Regions from separate parts of the Mus musculus genome. Here region 1 is linked to region 2. A link is a contact called in public promoter capture Hi-C data. All regions are on one chromosome and are shown on one strand. Each heading gives the region's core, a stretch centred on a gene start, on an enhancer-like site or on the middle of the called end of the contact. The rest is flanking DNA. Distances are from core to core; before and after follow the strand shown. Region 1 holds the start of Shf (Src homology 2 domain containing F). Region 2 holds the start of Hypk (huntingtin interacting protein K).

Region 1 (6,316 bases), core at 3,002-5,501, 910 kb after region 2:
TAAAAAAAGAAAAGAAAAGAAAACAAACAAACAAAAAAACAAAACACCTCACCCAGCACTTGGGAGGCAGAGGCAGGTGGATTTCTGGGTTCGAGGCCAGCCTGGTCTACAAAGTGAGTTCCAGGACAGCCAGGACAGCCAGGGCTACACAGAGAAACTTTGTCTTGAAAAAAAACAAAAAACAAAAACAAAACAAAAACCACCTCAAAACAAAAACAAACACACACACATGAAGCCCCAAACAAAAAAGCCAAGGAATGGGTGTCCCTCTCAGCACCCGGACCAGCATCACTTAAGGACACACCACACTCAGTGGACACTGTCTAAGAGAGGTCCTGAGTTCAGCAGCTCCACAGGAGCACCGTGATGGAATACAGACACCTCAGCCTCTTACTTCACTGTCCCCTTCCTGTTTGCTCACTGCTTGCTAAAAGGAGCTTGGATGCGCCAAGCCCACGCCATACATCTGTGGCACACACCTGTTGTAAGAAGCTCTCAATACCAGGGCTCAAAAGCTGGCTCACCAAGTAAAGGTTCTTGCCAGCAAGCCTATTTCAGTTCGATCCCTAGGACCCATTACTTGGAAGGAGTTCCTCTGACCTTCCCATGTGTGTCTGTATGCAACTATACACACAATATACACACACATTTAAAATTTAAAAGGGTTTTTCAGTATAGGGCTAGAGGGGTGGTGCCGCCGCTAAGAGCCGCACGCTCCTTTGGAAAACAATCTGAGTTTGGTTCCCAGCATCCACACTTGGTAGCTCAGAACTTCCTGTAACTACAGCTCCAGGGGATCTGACGCCCTCTCCTGGTCTTGAAGGGCACTGCATTCATATACACAAAGCCTCCCCCTCGTTTAAAATAGTTAATGAAATCTTTTTTAAAAAAAAAATACTATTTTGGGGGGCTATAAATTCCTGTAAAAATTTGAGAGCTATGAGCCTTTTCCCATATAAATGAGAAATACACACAGCGTCTGGGTGCTCAAGAGCCCTAGGGTTGCCCCCATGAGCAAAGAATAAGAGACCTGGTTTCAATGTGAGGTGCCTGTTTTATTACCCATGTCAGGTCTCGCCTTCATATTGGCCCAACAGGACACACTGCAGATGTGGTAGGCAACTCAGCCTTCATTTAATCACAGCTTCATCCCTGTTCCCTAATTAGATCATGTTTCTTTCTCCTGTTGAAGCTTAGAGAACAGTGAATGCATGAAGAGGAGGCCCAATACCCTGGACCTTCTGCCAGAGCAGAGCCTGGAAGCGGGACAGGGCCCAGCACCAGAGGGGGTTCTTTGGGGGCCATCTGGCCAGGCCCTAACTGCCGGTTGCAGGGTGTCACTCTTGCTGTTCCCACACCTGCCCTGCCAGGCCTGGCCAGATGGTCAACTCTGAGTCTTTGCCAGTTATATCAGTGGGTTTCAGAGTGGGCTGGCAGCCAGTGAGCCCAGCACAGAAAGGCTCAAGAACCCCCAGGACCTCAGGGCCTTGTCCCGATAACCATTCCCTCTTGCCTCCTCCCTCATCCTATGGCTCCTTGGCATCTCTAGCTCAGCGGGTGGGGGGAGCACTTATACCAGTCCCATCCAACCTCAGGACACTGCCCCCTCGGGTGCTCTGGAACCTCTTTCTGCCAGCCAAGGAGCTCTGCAGAAAAGAGGGGAAGCAGGTACACAGTATAGAAACCACAGCTCTGCGGGAGTGGTGGTCCAGAGGCTGCACTGTACACTCAGTAGGCCCTGCGGGTGTCTGACCACCCGGGTTTGGGGTTAAGAGCTCAGTCAGGTACCTTGTCTGGCTTCGCTTTTCCTCGGGGAATACTCTGGGATCTCTCAAATTCTGTTCCTAGATGGTTGGGAGTTGATTGATTTCTGAATAACGAGGAGCCTAGGTCAGCCCATGGGACAGCTCAGATGCTACATCCTGGATCCTTTTATCACACACACCAAAGAAAGCACAGATTGTGTGGCTCCTGGGAGAGCCTGTCGGATTTCATTCCTGCCTCCATGGCTGGCTGGCAAGAGACTCAGACACTCTTGAGCATCCCCTCCCCCACAGGTCAGAGCGGACCCAACTGAAGCACAGACCAGACAGTCTTGGCAGGAGGGGTCTGAGGGTCTGTGCACAGGGCTACTGCTCCTTCCTTCGAAAAAAAGGAAAGGAAAGCCATGCCTTGGGAAGCCCTGACCCTTAAGCCACCCTGTTAATGGATACGCACCATTTCAGGACACTGGGTCAGACACTTTGGAGACAGAGAACTGACCAAAAAAAAAAAAAAAAAAAAGGATGTTTTCCTGGAGGAGCCCACAGTGTGGTGGGCAGCCTGTTAGGTCATTCTAAGCCACTACAGGAAGGAAAATAGCCAAGGACAGCTTAGACCATGGGCCAACAGCCAGTGGCCAGGGAGGAGGAGACTGGTCCACGGGGAGGACAGGGCCATACCACCGTCTCACCATAACACCAGGGCAATTAGGAAGGAGACTGCAGGCAGCCTGGGAGAAGTGCCCTTGGACCTCCCTCTTCAGCTTAAGCATGATGAGCCGGCATGGTCAGCCATGCTCTATGGCAAGAACCATGGGGGAAATGATTCACACATCTGGGGCTCTTGTTCTGACCCCAACACACCTCTTATCCAGCAAGCCTACCAGGACAGCAATCTTTTGGCGGAAAAAGCCCAATTCTGAAACCTGAGGATTCAGACATTAACTGCTCTCTAATCAGATAAAGATCTCTACTGAGGAGAGATGAGCAAGCCCTGGAGGAATGAGTTCTCAGACATGAGGAAGGCAACAGAGCTGGGGTAGCTCCTACCTCCCATTCAGGGAGACTAAGGATGGCTTTCAGCTGTTTATCATCCAGGACAGGATAAAACTGGAATTAAGAAGGAAGGTAGATGTCCTGAGAGACAAACTATTGGGAGTCTTCCTCCAGGGCCTGCAGATCCAGTCTCTCTCAGAATGGACTGAGAAAGAGGAAAGCCTAGAGAGAGGAGATAATGAATGAACCCCATCACTCGGCCTTAACTGGGCAACAGGTCCTGACCACCGAGTGTCCTCATACTTGGGGGAACACTGGAAGGAGTGCGCCTGTACCCCAGGGGTGAATTTCTTCAGGAAGAGCTGGACATTGCCCATCTTGGCATCCGGAGTACAACAGTCCCCCCCCCCCCCTAATCCCACTGGGAAAGGCAAAGGCCAGCGCTCGCTGTGTTCACGGAAGAATCTTAGTTTTCAGCCCCTTTCTGGGCTTCAGACCTGCAAAGATGCCTGGACTCCAGGACCGGGTGGGAGGTGGGAGGAAGGAGAAGGGGAAGAGGAGGGGGAGAGAAAAGCTTTGTGGAGGGAAGAGTCAAGAGATCAAAGGGCAGAGGAGCTGCTGCTCCGGAGAGGGCACAAAGGCCATAAACCGGCAAAGGGAAGGGAGGGGTGCTTCTCCATGCCCGTTAGAAAAAAGGTTCCAGGATCAGGGTTGGACGGGTTGCAAAGCTGAGGACAGAGCCATTGAGGGAGGTCGTCCCTAGTCCTCGGGCCCTAACAGGAAACAGGGCAGAGTTTGGGGACTCAGATTAGTCGGTGGAGAAGCTAACAAAGGGGTTAAAATTTGAGCCCCCGTGTCAGGGACTAAGCTTATGTCAACTAGAAATACTGACTGCGAAAGGCTGAGTCCCAGCCAAGCCACCTTTGTCCCTCCCTAAATCTCCAGACCTCAGACCACCACCCCTCCTGGACACCCACGCCCGGCGCAGCACTCACCCTGTCGCTGCTGGCAGGGGGTCCGGAGTCCGGAGGGGGTGCTGGGGGGCCGGGGGTCTCGACCCGAATGAGGCGGTGCGGGGGTGAGCCGTGGCGCGGGGGCGGAGTGGGGCCAGGGACCGCAGGGGTGGAAAGGGCGGCGGACGCGGACGGGCCCCCGGAGTAGGGGTCCTCGAAGTCGCGGTCTCGCTGCAGCCGGTAGGCGGCCAGGATGTCCGGGGGCGGCGCAGGGGGCGCGGCCGGGCAGGGAGCTGGGGGGCGGTAGTCGGGCTCTGGGGGGGCGGGTTTGGCGCCCCCTCCACCGCCGCCCCCGCGAAAGCCCAGGTGCTCCCGCAGCCACTTTGCGACTCCACCGCTGCCGCCCCCTCCCGGGCCGGTCCCCGCACCCCCAGCCCCGCGGCGGGATCCCCCAGGGCCGCCCCCCGCGCTGCCCTGCGCCCTCGGCCCCGGGCCGGAGCCCGTAGGAGGAGCTCCGCTCAGTAGCATGGGGCCCTCCCAACTGAGCGAGCAGACCGCGGGCGGCGGGGGCGGGGCGAGAGGGGGCGGAGCTGCGCCGGCGGGAGGGGCGGGGCTCGTCGTCAGTGACACGAGGGGAGGAGCCCGCTGCCTAACGGGGACCCGAGGACTCTGAGAGGAGTAGATGGGATGCGGGAAGCAACTGCGCCGAGGGTGAGTCCTCCACATGTCGTTACCCGTGCTCCTGTGGGGCGCTCTCTAGTCCCATCTGCTCTTTGCACCTCCCAGTTTGTGTCAGACGCGGGAAGATGAGTCCCCAGGCACATCCTGCTCATCCTGATTCCTTTCCCCCAAACCCAAAGACCCAAACATTTTCGAAGACGCTGCTCTTCAGATGCGCCTATTACTGCCCTCACCTTGGGAGTACCGCCTACCTCTTCCTATCCCTTAACTCACACCCAAACCTAGGTTGCCTTTCTATCCAGGCAAACTTCTCACGTGGCATGCAATCAGTTCTCCAGAGACACCCATTGCTCCGATGTTTCCACACCCAACCGCCAGCTTCAAATGCTTACAACCCTCGCACAAACAATCCCCATCCACGCTTACACCGGCCCCCAGCAGGCCCACGCAGCCCTCACAGCTGCCCTGCTTTCTTGTGGAAATCCCTCAAGCTCCACCCTGGGTTTGTCAATCTGTCTGTGACAGAATAGAAACAGACAGATCAATAAATCAAGCGAGAAACAGGTCTAATGTTGTCAATCACCAGCCCCTTACCTTCTCAGGGCTCCGATGATGATGCCTAAGAGCCTGGAATTTTGTCTTAGAAAGGAAGCAGGTTCACCAGAAGTATTGTAGCCCTGAAGGCCAGCATCTCTCCCTCTCCCTCCTCCCCCTTCCTCCCCCTCCCTCCTCCCCTCCCTCTCCCCTCCTTCTCCCCTCACTTCATGGGGTATAATAGAGAAACTAAGAGGTTTACATTCCAGAATATACAGTTTAAAATACTAACTACTGATGCAACGGTGAGCATAGAGATGACAGGTTCCTGAGGATATTGTAGCTAACCCACAGGAGAAGGTCTCCTCACTCACCCAATGGGAGGGGATGGGAAAGGCAATGGACTGCCAACTCCTGGGCCAAGACCACGCCCTTGTCCTATCTTAGAAAGGGTGATAGGGGTTGTTGTCATGCAAATTAAGGGTGATGAGCGATCTGAGCACAGCCCTTGCTCTGTAGTCACCTTGCAGTCAGGCCTCCGCTCAGACTCATGGCAATCCTGTTGCTCAAGCTTTCCCAAGGCAAGTTCTGAGGTTGCAGGTGTGCGCCACCACACTACTGGTATTTGCTTAAAAAATATAAAGTGATTCTGGTGGTGGTGATGGTGGTGGTGGTGGTGGTTTGAATGAGAATGGTCCCCATACGTTTGTTAAGGATTGAGAGGTGTAGCCTGGTTGGAGGAAGTGTGGCTTTGTTGGAGTCACCGAGGGTGGTCTTTGAGGTTTCAAAAGCCCATTACAGGCCTAGTCTCCACCCACCTCCTCTCTACTTGATGCTTGTGGATCGTGATGTAAAGCTCTGAGCTACTTATTTTTCCAGCAACATGCCTGCCTGCCCGCCCGCCTGCCACCCTGCTCTCTGCCATGAAGGTAATGGACTAACCCTCTGAAACTATAAGCAAGTCCGACATTGAATTCTTTCCTTCTATAAGTTGCCTTGGTCTTGATGTCTCCTTATAGCAATAAAGCAGTGACTGACACATGATATACACCCATAATCCTAGTAATTGGGAAGTTGAAGCCACAGGATCAGGAGTTCAAGGACAATGTCTTGTTGAGTTTGAGGCCAGCCTGGGCTGCCTGAATTTTTGTCTCACAAAACAAAAACAAACCTGCAATTGCTGAGCCTGGTGGTACACCACTTCAATCCTAGCATTTTGAAGGCAGAGGCAGGAGACAAAACACTAAATGCAGTGGATATGCCTATAATCTAGCTCTCAGAGGCTATAGCAGGAGTCCCTTAATGAATTCCAATTCATCTTGGGAGTGTCTCTCAGAAACCAAAAAAGTGGGAGCTGAAGAGATGACTTAAGAGCACTTAAATGCTCTTCCA
Region 2 (6,215 bases), core at 2,842-5,341:
ACAGCAGCTAGAATCTGAGCATTCTGGGTAGAAGTTGGTAGGATGTGTGTCTCTGTGTTTGGGGGAGGGTTGTTGGGGTTTTGAGCTCTTGATGCTCACCTGGAACTCATACTTGTAAACCTTGATAATCCACAAGGGTCCAAATAACTCGGCCAGGTAGGAAGCCTCGTTGCTGTGAAAGAAAGAGGTTTTTAAACCTTGGGCCAAATGTGAAAGATTGGTAGCATTTACTGTCAACATCCTTCTGGAGGGTATTGTGCACTCAGAGGCCCCTAAAGTCTGTGCATTTTAAACATTCTTTCCTGCCCCCGTCATCTCATGCAGATCATCTGACAAAGTGCTATTCTTAGAAATTGTCCCTGTTCGTGGGGAGCTTTTCTGGTTCTAGACTTGCTCTACAGTTTAAATAAACCTCAGCACTGGACATTCTTCAGTGAGTCCTGGGTGTCCGCTCACACTTCCCATTGGTTGGCACCTTTACATACCAAGCAAAGAGCACACAAGCATACATGATGCCAGCACTAAACACTGCTACTGAGGTATCCGGTATTTGTGGTTCCATTTTATTCCGGCCAGGCAGACACAAGGTGTGATTCTGTCCTTGAAAGGTTACTGCCAAGGGGCAATGAGAGAACAGGGTTATGAACAAAGCTGGGTATTTTGAAGGCTCAGAAAAGGTCTTAAGCACTATACTGGCAGTCTGGGTCCTCACTTGTCTCTGGGGGACGGCTGGACAGTGCAGAGAAGGTCAGATACATGATATAGCAGCTGATGATAGAGGCTTGTAGGAGGCCAGAGTTTGGTTGCTCTAGGGAGAACAGGAGTTAGTACTCCACTGCACCTGTTCCCCCCCCCTCCCCCCCCATATACTCTGGGGGAGAGACAAAAGCAGCAGAGGTACTTTAGATAGCTGAGACTGGGAAGGCCAGTAACACTGGCTATAATTCTCAAAGGGACACACCACACCCCCAAATCTGCAATGTTAAATAGCATATACCCACTGCGGCGGATGCAAGGTGCGATGGAGAGGAGAGACAGGAGGCCACAGAAGCAAAGGTGCAGACTGAGTAACATCTTGTTGAGCAGGCAACCGTCAGGGTGTGTGTACTGGTGGAACAGCAACACAGCTCCCACACCCGCCATGCTGTAGAACCCTAGTGTGGCCAGTGACACACCTAGGAGCCAGCTACAGTCTTGAGCTGCACCAGTCTGCCTAAAGACAAGTGGTTAGGGGATTAGAACTTTAACCCATTACTGGTTAGTCAGCCTACTGGTCCGCACAGTACATTCTTGAGCTTTTGGTTCATTTGTTGACAGGATTGTACCTACACTTAAGACTGCCCTTGAACTCTTGCCTCTGCATCCTGAGTCTTGAGATTATGGGTATTTACCACTTTTTGTTTGTTTTTGGGGGTTTGTTTGTTTGAGACAGGGTTTCTCTGTGTATCCCTGGCTGTCCTGGAACTCACTCAGAAGACCAGGCTGGTCTTGAACTCAGAAATCCCCCTGCCTCTGCCTCCCAAGTGCTGGGATTAAAGGCATGTGCCACCATGCCTGGTGCCTCTTTGTTTTAAGAGGCTGACTTTGGAACTCCCTGCTCTGCTTGTGTTTTTTTGTGGCCTTGAATTATTGGCCCTCCTGTTTCTTTCCTCCTCCAGTGCTGGGATCACAAGTAAATGCCATTAAATATCTGATTTCCTGAGTATTTTGGTATTCTCTGGGAGGCCATGGGAGCAAACGTGCTATGGCCTTTGCCTAGCCTTTCTGTACTGAGTAATGTCTGCCAACCTCCTTGGAGGAGCCTTTAGGGTTAGGTGCTTCTTACAAATGTGTGTGTGTCATGTGTGGTTATGAGCCACCATGTGGTTGCTGGGAATTGAACTCAGAACCTCTGGAAGAGCAGTCAGTGCTCTTAACCTCTGAGCCATCTCTCCAGCCCAACCTTACCAATTCTTGTTCCAGGACTGGGCAAAGGCTGTGATAAGCACCAGCTGTAATAGGATGAATGTGAAGCCTCCACAGATGCCAATATAATGCCAGGCTGCAAGACAGGCACCATTGGGAACTTTTAGCTCTGGCTGGTCATGATGTATCATATCCCCCCAAACCCCCACCCCTTTTGATTAAAATGCTGCATAGCCTAGGCAGGTCTCAAACTCAATCCTGCTTCACTCTCCTGAATGCTAGGATTACAGGTGTGTAATGTAAGTCCAGCTTCCTGCTCTTAAGTAGGAAGTTGTAGCCTACTCTTGCTGATCACAGTGTAAGATGAAGAGTACCTGGGAAGAGATCCTCATCAGGGATGCAGAAGGCAACGACACAGAGACCTAACAGGAACAACAGCTTGAGGCTCCAGAAGCTAGTTAGGGTAGAGAGAAAACCAGATTGAGGAGAATAGGCAAAGGAGAGAAAGAAAAAAAGTATGGCAGGTGGAACCAGCCCCAACCCATTGTAGTCCAAGTTCTAACTCGGATGCCACAGTCACATCTGAGCAACACTACAGTTAGAGAAGGTTTGCATATAACTATTACTTAAAATTTAGAGCCCAGGAGTTTATAAACATACTTTCTTTATTACAGTGTTCTTTCTTCATCCTGGAGTTTCTTTTAGCCAGCTTGTGTCTACTTCCCTCTATCCCATCCCCATCCAAAAAATTAAACACAAACCTGTTATGCAGCTGTGCCCGAGGGTTGGTGGGGGAGTGGAGGCGAACTAGCAGCACAGCCTGCAGCAGGTGGAAGGTGGCAGTTCCTGCACACACTCGATACACAGCGCCAGAGCCACTGAGAACTGGGCAGTCCGAGCTGCCAAACAGGTGGGCACATAGCACTGAGGGCATCTGGATCTGCAGGGAGTTGGTTGTGAGAAAAGTCAGGGCCAGCCACAATCTATGGACAGTCTCAACTTTTTACTGGTAGGTTGACTCCTTTGCTCCCTGTCCCAAATCTTAAAGGTTTTTTTTTTTCCCTCACATTGCAACCCTTGCCGACTTACCCCATGTGCTTTGCCCCAGACCCTTTCTACCACTGTCTTCGAAAGCAGGAGGCAGCAGATTGCTGAGGCTCCCACGTGGAGGAGGATGTAGAGCAGGCGGCTACACCTAGACTCTGTCAGAGAGTGGCAGCCACTGGTCCAAGAAACAGGTCCACAGCAGGATGCCTGGGGATAGAAGCAATGCAGAGTTTTTCAAAGGGTGTGGGGTTAACCAATGGTCAAATTCCCAAACCCTCCATCCTTCTGTCTGGTTATGAGCCTCTTAGGATTACCTTCCACAAAGCACTAGTAAGGTTTTCATTGCAAGAACTTTAAACTTTGGTGTATTCTTGAACCACTTAACTTTTTCCTAATGATCTATGGCTGGGAATGTGGAATGAGATGTTTACCTATTACCCAGGCAAAGAACCAGGTTTCTCATCCCAACTCCTAGCTTTTTAGCTATCTCTTCCCAAATGTCTCACCTGATTGAAGGGGGTTTCCACTACATTACTGACTCCACCGTGCTGCTGTGCAAGACCCTGGGTGGTGCTCCGGCCGGTGACAACTTTTGCACCCATCATTTTTGTTAGATGTAGATCCAGTATTGGAAAAACTGACGAGAAACAGCAGCTTCTCGGGATTTTCGCCCATTGGACAGTCGCTTTGCTGGCCTAATCATTCGTCTTAAGGCAGCATAGACATGTCATAAAATGAATACAGGTTACCAGGAAGTGGTAGATAGATGCAAATAGTCTTGTGAAGATGCCTTCGCCGGGCTTCCTATTCGGGATCATTCGGACTGTTATTCTGAGATTAGGAGCAGTTGGCCTATCAGGTCTAGGGATTAGGTTTTTTAATTGGTTTAGGATTAGCCACCTTGATTGGACAGAATTCCATGTGTGTGTCTCTATGTGTGAAAGGATTGCTCTTAGGAACAATGTGCCTTGGTGGTGTGGGTAGTGAACAGATAGTCGAAGGAGACTGCAGAAAACAAGCTGGAGAGGAAGTCAAAAGCGAACCTCTTTGCTAGCTGAAGCTTCTCAAGACAGGCACAAAGGTGTGGTCCACGCCTACCCCGCCCCTTATCTGGGCGGAAGCTGTGAGGGTTGCCGGAAGTTGTGAAGCGGCAGCCTATGCGGCGGCGCGGTGAGATCGAAATGGCGACCGAGGGAGACGTGGAGTTGGAGTTAGAGACCGAGACCAGCGGCCCGGAGCGGCCTCCCGAGAAGCCAAGGAAACATGACAGTGGTGCTGCTGACCTAGAGCGGGTTACTGACTATGCGGAGGAGAAGGAGATCCAGAGTTCGAATCTTGAAACGGTGAAGTTGGCTGGGAGCTTGTATGAGGGGTTGAGAGAGGGGCGGGAGAGAGGTGAGACTGACCGGTTTGCTGCTCACTGGGGCTCCGGGAAGGCTGATAGCAATGGTGGGATTTGGCAGTAGGGTGGGGCTAAGCGACAGCACCCACCCAGTCTGCTGTTTGCTTAAGAATTCGATAGAGATTGGGCCTAAATAGATCTCATGTGCACGAAATTAGGCGTAGTCCTTTGGTCCTGAGAACACTCGTAGTTGTGAATACCTGAAAACCACGTGGTTTTTATTTTTGGTATTGCGTTTTAGATCAGAAAATTTGCGTGGCACGGTGGTAGATAACTTGACTCGTGTTTTCTACAGGCTATGTCCGTCATTGGAGACAGACGGTCCAGGGAACAAAAGGCCAAACAAGAGCGGTAAGTTTAAAGCACACCACCAGCACTACCGGTAGGTCCTCGTTCTCCAGGGGAAAAAAAAGTTTACGTCTTTAACCAATTTCTACAGATCTAGGGATTACAACTTTGTTAGTGGAAGGAAAGATTCCAGGATACCTTACTGTAAAACCTCCAGGGGAAAGAGTTGGCGCGTTTATTTGCTATTTTCAGTAAACCTTGTTCCACCCATTTTCAGTGAGTAGCTGGGAGTGTTCCTTCTGGGAGTTTATAGCAGAGGCAGAGAATGAAAAGAAATGTATAAATATTTACAGGGAGAAGGAACTGGCGAAGGTCACTATCAAGAAGGAAGATCTGGAGTTGATAGTGAGTATTAATTTTTTAATGGATTCACAAGAGAAGTGCTACCTAATTTGGGCTCCTGAAACAAGTGGAGAAGAGGCTTTGGTGACGTGATTTTCCCTTTTGCAGATGACGGAAATGGAGATCTCTCGAGCAGCAGCAGAAAGGAGCTTGAGGGAACACATGGGCAATGTGGTGGAGGCTCTTATTGCCCTAACCAACTGATAATGTGCTTTTTTAGACATTCTGGACTGACTGACTGACTGAAATAAAGTGTTCTGTTTTGCTGTTTTTTTTTTTTCTTCAGTTTCATCTCAGATCAAATGCATTATATATTCTATTTTATTGTCAGTTTCTATGTTGGACCTTGATGAAACTGTGTGAACAATCAGTATAAAGAAGTACCTAATGTTCAAATGCAGGCTCTTATATTGTGTGTGTGATTCCTCTACTGCCATAGTGTTTCTAATAACTACCACATGGGAAACAAATTTAAGTGCCCTTTTCTACCAAGCCATCTTGCCAGCTCTAAGCAGCAGATACTAAGTGGTATGTTAGTATCACTCACCTGACTAGCTCTTTCTTGGCAATGTAGAGTACATTTGGATCCTCTGCAAAAGATCCAAATGCATATGTTTCTAGGATAGCTTATGCACTTTTCCCCTTGGATCTGTTCTTGTATAAACCAGGCTGTTTCCAAACTGAGACCCCTCCCTAACTTGAAAGCTGCTTCAACTAACTCTCCAGGCTAGCTTATGAGTATCAAAGGCTAGCATCTGTTTTGGGGGCTTTTAAGTTATCAACTGTATTTACAAACAACTGGAATAAACACTTAGGTTCTAGAAATGGGAACACAGATATCAAAATGTTGGATCAGGCCTGGAGAGGTGACTCAGTAAGTACCTGCCTCAAAAGCAAAATGAGTTTGGATTCCCAGTAACTCCCTAAAAATCCAGGAGTGGTGGGATGTTCCTGTATCCCTCCCTGCACTGGGGGGCTGTGCTGGTCTAATCAGGAACTTCAGGCTTTGTGAGGTCAGCACCAACCCAGAATTAGAGTGACTAAGGGACCACCACCCGACCTCTGAGTTCCATAAGCCCATCCATACGTGGGTAAGAATGCATACTCAAGTATTCCCACCTGAGACTGAGATGTAGCTGAAGCTGCTCTAAAACTTGTAACCCTTTTGCCT

The links. Capture Hi-C pulls out chosen DNA fragments and counts their contacts.
Region 1: a promoter capture Hi-C map of adipose tissue shows a contact between it and region 2, with 2.1 times the contacts expected there. The contact joins the promoter of Shf here to the promoter of Hypk in region 2. A contact is called at or near these places in 2 of 39 promoter capture datasets (erythroid cells and pre-B cells), 1 of 484 Hi-C or Micro-C datasets (embryonic stem cells), 2 of 115 datasets of contacts at active chromatin or transcription factors (bone marrow-derived macrophages and pancreatic cancer cells) and 2 of 9 other capture datasets (adipose tissue and liver).

What each region holds. Positions count from the first base shown.
Region 1 is chr2:122,364,896-122,371,211 of GRCm38.p6, forward strand. Shf (Src homology 2 domain containing F) reads right to left here and starts at 4,252. Exons shown (of 7, transcript NM_001374011.1): 1 at 3,752-4,252. The coding sequence starts at 4,237.
Region 2 is chr2:121,452,997-121,459,211 of GRCm38.p6, forward strand. Hypk (huntingtin interacting protein K) reads left to right here and starts at 4,092. Exons shown (of 4, transcript NM_026318.3): 1 at 4,092-4,295; 2 at 4,650-4,705; 3 at 4,996-5,047; 4 at 5,153-5,444. The coding sequence starts at 4,110. The coding sequence ends at 5,248. It overlaps Serinc4 (serine incorporator 4), which reads right to left and starts at 3,768. Exons shown (of 12, transcript NM_001025371.2): 1 at 3,459-3,768; 2 at 2,995-3,159; 3 at 2,667-2,845; 4 at 2,280-2,359; 5 at 1,948-2,041; 6 at 1,002-1,213; 7 at 713-808; 8 at 486-612; 9 at 100-172. The coding sequence starts at 3,557. Serf2 (small EDRK-rich factor 2) reads left to right here. Exons shown (of 3, transcript NM_011354.3): 3 at 1-424.